Regions from separate parts of the Mus musculus genome. Here all the other regions are linked to region 1. Evidence: chromatin contacts called from public Hi-C and Micro-C data. All regions are on one chromosome and are shown on one strand. The core of a region is the stretch at or near the end of the contact, and the rest is flanking DNA. Distances in the headings are between cores, read along the strand shown.

Evidence for each region. Hi-C and Micro-C count contacts between places; a contact is called where the count stands out from the background.
Region 2: a contact with region 1 is called in a Micro-C map of the HL-1 cell line, with 3 times the contacts expected there. The contact joins the promoter of Fgf15 here to the enhancer-like site in region 1. A contact is called at or near these places in 16 of 39 promoter capture datasets (3T3-L1-derived adipocytes, the C10 cell line, the HPC-7 cell line and 9 more), 4 of 15 datasets of contacts at CTCF or cohesin (CD8 T cells, the G1E-ER4 cell line and embryonic stem cells), 98 of 484 Hi-C or Micro-C datasets (2-cell-like embryonic stem cells, the 3T3-L1 cell line, 8-cell embryo and 62 more), 26 of 115 datasets of contacts at active chromatin or transcription factors (acute myeloid leukemia, cardiomyocytes, craniofacial prominence and 15 more) and 3 of 9 other capture datasets (adipose tissue, liver and pancreatic islet).
Region 3: a contact with region 1 is called in a Hi-C map of uterus, with 3 times the contacts expected there. The contact joins two enhancer-like sites. A contact is called at or near these places in 2 of 15 datasets of contacts at CTCF or cohesin (the G1E-ER4 cell line and embryonic stem cells), 35 of 484 Hi-C or Micro-C datasets (the AML12 cell line, the C2C12 cell line, the C3H10T1/2 cell line and 15 more) and 3 of 115 datasets of contacts at active chromatin or transcription factors (all in embryonic stem cells).

What each region holds. Positions count from the first base shown.
Region 1 is chr7:144,774,866-144,777,711 of GRCm38.p6, reverse strand. No RefSeq gene overlaps it. Among named protein-coding and RNA genes, the nearest start is that of Gm34964, 13 kb to the left of the region's middle. Within about 2 kb of position 1,446, at least 30 of the 459 cell types and tissues checked have an H3K27ac peak or open chromatin away from gene starts, as enhancers often do. A contact at or near this core is called in the Ba/F3 cell line, the HL-1 cell line, LSK cells and 6 more, where this site is marked.
Region 2 is chr7:144,895,078-144,897,923 of GRCm38.p6, reverse strand. It overlaps Fgf15 (fibroblast growth factor 15), which reads right to left and starts at 1,392. Exons shown (of 3, transcript NM_008003.2): 1 at 993-1,392; 2 at 705-808. The coding sequence starts at 1,245. It overlaps Gm26793 (a long non-coding RNA gene), which reads left to right. Exons shown (of 2, transcript XR_003946907.1): 1 at 1-848; 2 at 1,019-2,846. RefSeq lists a cis regulatory region at 1,526-1,540, enhancers at 2,381-2,413, 2,434-2,785, 2,243-2,785, 2,760-2,806 and a promoter at 1,307-2,846.
Region 3 is chr7:144,688,589-144,691,434 of GRCm38.p6, reverse strand. The region is part of intron 1 of Ano1 (anoctamin 1, calcium activated chloride channel); the gene reads left to right. Among named protein-coding and RNA genes, the nearest start is that of Ano1, 49 kb to the left of the region's middle. Within about 2 kb of position 1,359, at least 20 of the 459 cell types and tissues checked have an H3K27ac peak or open chromatin away from gene starts, as enhancers often do. A contact at or near this core is called in uterus, where this site is marked.

The DNA.
Region 1 (2,846 bases), core at 197-2,696:
TCACCTATCTATGGTTCTACCCTAGCACATACCCTCCCCATCATTTTTCTCTTTCTCTGAATCTGGATCTTTCCCCCACCCCCACCCCCTTCCCTTCTCCCTCTTGCTCCAGCCCACTCGCTCCTGGGCCTCTGCATGCTCTGGGTCTCATAAGTCCAGGATGGCCTTAAACTTGCTACGCACGCAGCTCAAGCTGACCCTCCTGCCTCTACCTCCCAAGTGATGGGATGACCGGCCCATGTCACCATCCCTGCTTTGTGTAATGCTGAGAATTGAACCCAGGACTTTGTGAATGCTAGGCGAACATTCTACAACTATGCTACATCCTCAACTCCACTGGGGGCTCTTAGAAAAATGCCTTATAAATATATGCCAGGTTCTTTTCTTCCCCAGGGCGCCTATTTGCTTGAAATGCCTCTCTCTCTCTCTCCTCTCTTTCTCCTTTTCTTCTTCTTCTTCTTCTTCTTCTTCTTCTTCTTCTTCTTCTTCTTCTTCTTCTTCTTCTTCTTCTTCTTCTTCTCCTTCTCCTTCTCCTTCTCCTTCTCCTTCTCCTTCTCCTTCTCCTTCTCCTTCTCCTTCTCCTTCTCCTTCTCCTTCTTCTTCTTCTTCTTCTCCTTCTTCTTCTTCTTTTTTTAAAAATAAGACAAAGTCTAACTGAACCTATAATCCACTTTTGTAGACAGGGCTAGTCTTAAACACACAGAGATTCCCTGCCTCTGATGTGAGCTTCCACACTTGCCCTAGAATTTTTTTTCAGCTGGTCCAAGCTTAAAAGTCAGAGGTGCCTTCCGATGACCCTTGCTGGCACTGTCTCTTAGACATGCCTTCCTCTTACATCACTTTCTGTCTTTCTTTGGTCTTTAAAAAGACCAGTGTTCACCAGCCAGGTTCCACCCTACCTACACTGAGCTGTCTTCTTCTGGGAGCCCACACTTCCTCGTCCTCAGCTCTTGCCTTACTTCCACACAGTGTTTCAAAGCAGATCATATATTTTGGCTTCTGGTGGTACCAGAGGCATAATGTTCTCTGTGGAGAGGAAGGCTGAATGGAGTTGGTGGCCCCTGTTCCTTCCCAGGCTCCTCCACATTTCCCCTCACCCCCAGAGGAGGTTCCTGGTCCCCCAGGGCATAAAGCACTGCAAGAAGTGGCTTAAGAATGGGGTGGCTCTTGGATGCTGGATGTTAGGGACAGCCCTGCATGGGTCACAGTTTCTTTTAAACTGTAAAGAGGAGAATTGTAGGACATAGTGGAGGGATGGATTAAAATCTAGCAAGTGACCAGGACAAACTGTGACCAGGCAGAGGCCCTGCCTCAGTGGGGGATGACCTGTACTATTGTCCCAGGTCACAAAACCCCACTAGGAAGGCCTCACCTTTAATACCCTTTAATACTTACCCAACAGTCCCTGACGGGCAGCTGCATGGAATAGGCATGCTTCACCACCAGGGGGCAGCACAGGCCCTCACATTGGCTTCCCTGGGGACCTAGCTGTCTTCTCACCGCCTAGAGTCCAGAGGCCAACTCCCCAGAGCCCGCCAGGCAGTTCTCAGCCCCTTCCCTAGTTCTCAAAAACTCCAGAAGGGACCCCACAACATCCTGGCCACAGGGACTGTGTCTGCTCAAACCACAGCAAAGATATCAGAGGCTCTGTGCTGTGGCGTTCAGGCCCCCTGGGTGTCTGACTGGCCTCCTAGCCTGCCTTTCTACATGCTCTGGCGTGAGCACACACCTTCTCCCAATGTACACTCATGCTGGCTCACAGGTTTGCAGTATAGCTCCTTGTGCACACACTCCTCCAGGACTCTTGGACAGGCCCTCAGTGTCATCACCAGGCTGCCCGGGCAGCATCCCCTCCCTGCTGAGGTGAAGGTCAGCAGGTTGGTTCCCCTTCCTGGTTGTATCTATCTTCTTCACCATGATCTTCCTCCCCCGGATGAAGCCTCCCTCTTAACACAGGACTCTCTCTCCTGGAGTGAATCCTTCTCAGGGTGAGTCCTTCCCCCAGGTTCTCCCCTAGAATGAGTACTTCCTCCTGCACAGGACCCTCTCTCCTAGAGTGAGTCCGTCTCAGGGTGAGTCCTCTTCGCCTGTGTCCTCCCCTGCAGTGAGTCCTCCCTTCGGACTCAGCTGCTTCTTCCTGGATAACTCCTCCCTCTCTGGGTCTGCCCTCCTGGAGTCCATCTTGGCAGCCAGCTCCCACAGATTTTCTTCAGTTGCTCTTACGGACTCACATTCCCCAGGAAGGCAGGGCTCACACTCTCCTTTCCTCACCCTGTGCCTCAGAGTTGCAGCTCTGGGGGCCTATGGCTGCCCTGGCTACAGGGTTTGAGCTTGCCCCTCCCAGCACCTATGCTCAAACCTGCCCCTCCTTGAAGCAACAGGTTCTGTGAGGTCAGTAGAAGCTCAGAGGCGTGGCCCTTCTAAATCTTGGTTGAGGGAAGGTGTGTGTGTGTGGGGGGCATTTGAAGGCCACCATTGTCAGTATAAACAGTGTTTTGGAGGCAGGATGCCAGTAATGGTGGCCTGCATACCCTAAGACATGCAGAGAGGGACTTGCTGTAGTCCCCCGCTCATCCTAACTCTCTGGATAAGGAAGACCCGGCACTTCGGTCCTCATAGTACCTTGGCTTTTCAGGGTCTCTGGTTGTCACTGTCTGTCAAATATCAAATGACCTATTTGTCCTTCAAGGAATAAAGCCCAGTGTCCAGAGAGAAAAAGAAGAGGCAAGCTCAGTCTGGGAGTGGAAATGGCCCTAGATCCAGAAGAGTCTTGAAGGGAGGCACGGCTCTAGGTGGCTGCAGAGTCCAATGTTGCATTTGGGGCCGTGTGGATCCTGCAGCCAACG
Region 2 (2,846 bases), core at 143-2,642, 120 kb before region 1:
TAAATCAACTTCAGAGCCACAGACAATTTGGGGACTCTTAAAGAAACAAAACAACAAAAACGTTAAGTCCGGTAGCCATCCTTCCCCACTGGGGGACCTCGCACTGGTACTGCCAGAGGTAGGGCTGAAGGCTTCTTTGAACCCAGCCTCTATTCCTACAGAGCACTAGCCTACATACTTCATGACTACCGATTTTTAGGGGTTATGTGAACCTAGCCATCTCGCCTCACTCCAGTTCCCCCAGGTCACAAGCAGATGAGCATCTTGGGTACTTTCTAAAGTATCTAATTTTTGCATCACACCATGGACCTAAGAAAAATTGATTGAAAAGACCCTTCTTTCCTTTTTCTTTTCTTTTTTATTTGAGGGAGGGGGAGGAAATCGAGGACCACGAACACGCAAAGCCAGGAGAGGAGGCTTTCCTGTTCAGTATCAAAGGGGCCGAAAGCTGAATGGGACTCAGCAGTTAGCCCAGTCTTTGGGAAGATTAGACAGCTTCTCTGGTCTCCCTGCTCCCCCGCTACAGCCTGGGGCCATCACTTTACGCAGGGCGGGCAAGAGCAATATTAGCCCCACTATCATTGGTACCTTGCCCTCGAAGTTCCTTTTGGACCTGAGCAGGAGGCGAAAGAACAAACAAACAAACAAAAACAATACGGACCCAACGCGGCCGCGAGCATCCCGCCGCGTGGAGGAACACTCACCAGCCCGTATATCTTGCCGTCCGCGCTCATGCAGAGGTACCGCACGCTGCTGACGTCCTTGATGGCAATCGTCTTCAGAGCGACCGCGCGGAATTCCAACAAATCTGCGAGCAAGAGAAAGATGTTGCCGGGCCCCAGCAACACGTGAGTACAGCGGGGCCACACTGCATCGCCCTTCCCCAGCTCCAGTCTGGAAGTCAGGGGTGGGAGGATGTTAAGGCCACGGCGACACACCCACGTGCTTCTGGGTCCTAAGGGACCGGAGGGGACGGGCTGAATGATACTCACTTCGTTCGTTTTGGTCCTCCTCGCAGTCCACAGAGCCGTCGCTCCGGATTCGGAGGAAGCAGTTGGAGACATAGGGACCAGCGGAGTACAGGTACTGCAGGCGGGTAATCTTGCCCCAGCCGTAGAGAAAGAGTGGATCTTCATCTGACACAGACTGGGATTGCTGAGCCAGGGGACGCCCAGACACAGCCAGCCACAGAGTGGCCAGGACCAGGGCTCGGGCCACCGCACGCCCGTTCCACTTTCTCGCCATGACACCTCGGGGTCCTGAAGGCCGTTACAAAGGTGGCGCGGAGACTGCGATGCGGCGGGGACTCAAGTTGCAGGCGCAGGGCAGGCACAACCCACAAAGCAACTGGGCGCTTGTGGCGTGGGGCGCACAGAGTTACTGCTCCGACAGTGGGGTGGCTCCGGGCACGCGGCCTTATATACGTTTCGTCCCGCGGGCCCCGCGGGTAGGTGACCCGGGCATCAGAGCATTTCTCCTCCTAATTGCATCAAGTCTCCGCCCCCCGCACACACCCATTCAAGCCCCAACCCAGTGACCCCGCCCAGGCCGGCCAGATCTGGCAGAGGAGGAGCCCCCCCTTTGCGACCCTGGCCTGGGGAGCAAGTGTTCAATGCACAGTATCTTGGTGGTTATTGAATAGGCTATTTTAATTTTACTATTAATTATTGAGGTCTTCAGGCCCTGGGCTTTCAGAGGGATGCGCGTGGGACAGTCACAGAGACTAGAAGGCACGCAGAGCTCTGCCTCCGTAGCCCCCTGTTTGAGTCTTGAATCTCTCCTTTAGCACGCTATCGCAGATCCTACCCTCCCTCATTCTCCCGGCCCCAGACCTAGGCTCCCTTTTCATGGATATTTGCCCTACAAGGTGGAGACCTCGTGAGAACGTGTCGCACGCACTAGGTGGCGCTTCAGCCCTAGTTTCGGTCTCCAATGTGCTGCCAGTCGCTGTCTGCACGTCCTCTGCCTGCCTCGCGCGTGGACTCCACAAGTGGAATGTCACTGGGGCTGCGACTTTTGAGAAGGGTGGACTGACCAGCGTGCAGAAGCACGGCAGGCCGCGGGATCCCCTCTTGGGTCGATGATCAGGCCCTTGAGTCTGTGCGCGGGGGACAGCTGCGTACCGGAGAGGAGGGGGCCAGCTAGGAGCAACGGTGGACGCTGCTGGCGGCCGGTCAGGTGGGAGGAGAATGGGGGCTTCTCCTAGAGCCGCTCTTGCAAAGAAAAGGAGGCAGCCTGCAGAGAATTCCCCTGCCTGAAAGAAAGGGTCCTCGCAGGGGGCTTTGGCTCAGCGCTTATCCTTTCTCATTATGCCTCCAACCCCCCAACTCCTGTATGTGGGGCCCCAGGAGGCTGGTTTGGGTAAAAAGGTACTGGCCTAGCTCCGTGGTGATGGGAGGTCTGTCTGCAGGGGCGGGACAGCAGAGAAATGGCAGATCTGATGAATCTCAATGAGGAACACGCCACTTTCAGACGCCATCAGTGACTGGCATTAATGACGGAGCTCTGGGAGAATGTCATCAGGAAAGCCTTTACAAAAAGACATCACCGAAGGCTCTCAGGACCGGGGACTCCCATGCTGTGAGGCTTGTTTTAGAGAGCGATGTCTCCTGTAAAATCTAATTACTTCTCCCTTGTGATTCTCAATCGACAGCGCGGGCTATTAATCTTAATTGCCTTCTCCTGACGCTTTTGTTTTAATGTCCGTGATAAATGTGGGGTACCAGGGAGGTTGGCAGAGGCTTTACTGAAGAGTCCCCCCAAATTGGGCTGGAGGGTGGCATGCGGGTGGCAGCACCCCATCCCCACTCTGCGCCCTTCTCAGGGACTCCCAGAAGAGTTAGAGA
Region 3 (2,846 bases), core at 110-2,609, 86 kb after region 1:
GTCAGGTCTGCAGTTCTGAGTCATGTTCTTCACATCTCTGGTAGCCCACCCTCCCCTTTTCTCCCTGCAGGGTCAGCAGCTGGACATCCCGCCTCCTTGGTTTCCTGCCTTGCCTCCTGTTGGCCTGCAGTGGCTTCCAGTGTTACCATTCTCTCCTCAGCCATCTTCTGGCCAGTGGTTTCTTCCTGTCTGTCCAGCCTGTTGTCGGCTCTGTCTCTCCCACCCTTAGTTTTGGTTTGAGAAGTCTAGTCTGGTTCTGTTTGTGGAAGTGGCACTCCCCATACTGGGGTCTCCCCTCAATCCCTTCGGTCCTTGTGATGGTTTATCTGAGTCTTCACTATTTGCTGTGTTTTCCTGACTCTTAAGTGACTGACTGATCTTGAGTCAGGGTTTCTCTGTGTAGCCCTGGCTAGCATGGAACACACTATGTAGACCAGACTAGTCTTGAACTCACAGAGATCTACTTGCCTGTGCCTCTGGAGTGCTGGGAAGGTGAAAGGCATTCACTACCATGTTGGGTCATCTTTTTTTAAGCTGTATCTTGTTACAGAAGGAGAATGGAGAGGCTGTTGGGCCTGATATTATATTATGTCTGTGTTGAATGCATAGGCAGGCTAGGATGAGGCTCCCCTACTGAGGCCTGGTACCTAGTGGCCAGAGTGATTTTTTTTTCCTTAAATATAAGCTCAAATTCCTGTTAATGGAGCTCTTACCATAGGGTCAGGACCCTGGCTGTGAAGGGAGCAGTCTGTCTGGTGCTCTGGGTGTCCACTTACATGATAAGGGGGAGACTAGGTCCTAAGAGCTGTAGCAATCTGTGGAATCAGGGCTCGGACCCCACCCACCCATGTCTCCCCGTCTCCCTGTCTCCCCAGCCTTTGTTCTGGAGAAACACAACCTGGCTGTGCCTGCCACTCTGTCTTTGTCTGTTTTGCTTATTTTTTTTAAAGGTCCTGTCCCAGTCCCCATCAGCACCAGGTGACAGGAGAGGGTAATGTAGGTGTAGCCAGGTGGCTTCTTGTTCTCACTCTCAGACCTGGGTGCGTCTCATCTGAACGCTGGTCTCTTATTTCATACTTTTTCTTTGATCTGAGATCTTTCAATGCTTTGGGAGTAAGCAGGAGAAGACTTGGGGATCCTCCCACGGCATTCTCTCCCAGCACACCGTGGTTGTTTTGTGTTCAAAGCTGAGCCTGGCTGCAGAGGTTCTCTGGCCTTCCTCAGCGAGGGGTGGGGGGAAGTGGAGGAGTGGGGCTGGACCCAGCCCTTCCCTGCCCCATCAGAACAACTTAGGGCTGACTCAAGGGTCTGTAGTTGAGTGCAAAGAATTGGATGTGTCTGTAGGAGGGGGTCTGGAGGACTTTGCCCTTGGAGCAGAGGCTGTGGGCCATCAGCCAGGCCCCTGCCTCTGCATAGCACATACCAGGAAGAGTCTGGTACTCACTCCCCCACTCTCCCTCTGCTGGTTCTCCAGGGACCAGATTCTTATCTGAAAAGCTGCCTTCTCAGGCCCCCAGCTTACCACCCCCCCCTCCCGATCTCAGCTTAACTCTTCTTTATCTCTCTGCTGTTCTGGAAAGAACTTTCAGACAGAGGTGAACATTAGGTGGCTCCTCAGTCAGACAGGTGTCACCCCCCACTCCTGGTGTGGTTGCCTCCAGGGGCAGCGGCCAGGCCAGGCTAGCAGGACAGAAAGGATGTCTTTGTTCCTAGTCCCCAAACTTCTTCCTTGTTCCCATTTCCTTTGCTTTGGTGTGGGAATTTCTTCCTTTTCTTCACTTCCTTCAATCCCAAGATGTCTGTGGGCCTGATGTGGTAGCATGGTGGAGAAAGGAATGTCATTCACACTTGAGTGTAAATTACATCAAGACTGTCCATTCTCAGAACATTTGTTATCTAAGTCTCAGTGGGGAATGAGAAACTCTGGACTGCATTACAGATGTTCCGGGGCATAGCAGGAAGAGATGGAGGAGGCTGATCTCGGGAAGGAACTTCCAGAGCCCTGGCAGTCGTGCATATAAGCTGCCCCGAGTCCTGGCTTGCTTTGCTCACAGTTCATGTTCCAGGGCAAGGATTTTGAAAACACGTGGCTGAGCCTGACTTGGAACCTAGCCAAAGGCTTGGAGTGGAGGGAACTGGACTTGCTGGGCTAGGCAAGGCAGAGGAGCATCCTAGGAGACCCCACTAAATCTTCCCTTGTTTTTGCTTCTTCCTCCTAGAGGAGGAATCCATGTGGCCCCAGGCAGCGCTGCCTTTTGACTCTTCCAAAACACATCGCAGTAATTCCCAGAAAGACATCTGCCCAGTGCACTGAGGACACACAGCCAGAGAGCAGGGTTGCTGATGCCCAGAGGTTGCTGGGAACAGACGGGGTGGGGGTGGGGGGAGGTAAGGAGCTGCAGGCAGAGGCATGCTCAGGGCCTCTCATTCTAACCCTCCACCAGAAAGAGAGCTCTGCCTCTCATCTCTGAAAGACCTTGTGTGTGTGTGTGTGTGTGTGTGTGTGTGTGTGTGTGTGTGTGTGTGTGTAGGGGGGGGTATATATGTGTGTTTGTGTGTGTGTGTGTGTGTGCACATCTGTATATGTATATCTTTGTGTAGTTAATCATACATGCACACTCCTGAATATGAAGGTCACAGGTCAACCTTGGGTGTCATTTTCCAAGAGCTACCTGTCTTACTTTTTCGTGCCAGTCTCTCATTGAAACCAAATGGAAGTCCAGCAAGTCCCAGGGCCCTACCTGCGTCCACTTGCTGTGATTACAAGACTATGCCTAATGTTTTAAGTGGTGCTAGGGATCAAACTCATGTCCTGACTAGCAGATGAGCCATCTCCCCAGCCCTCC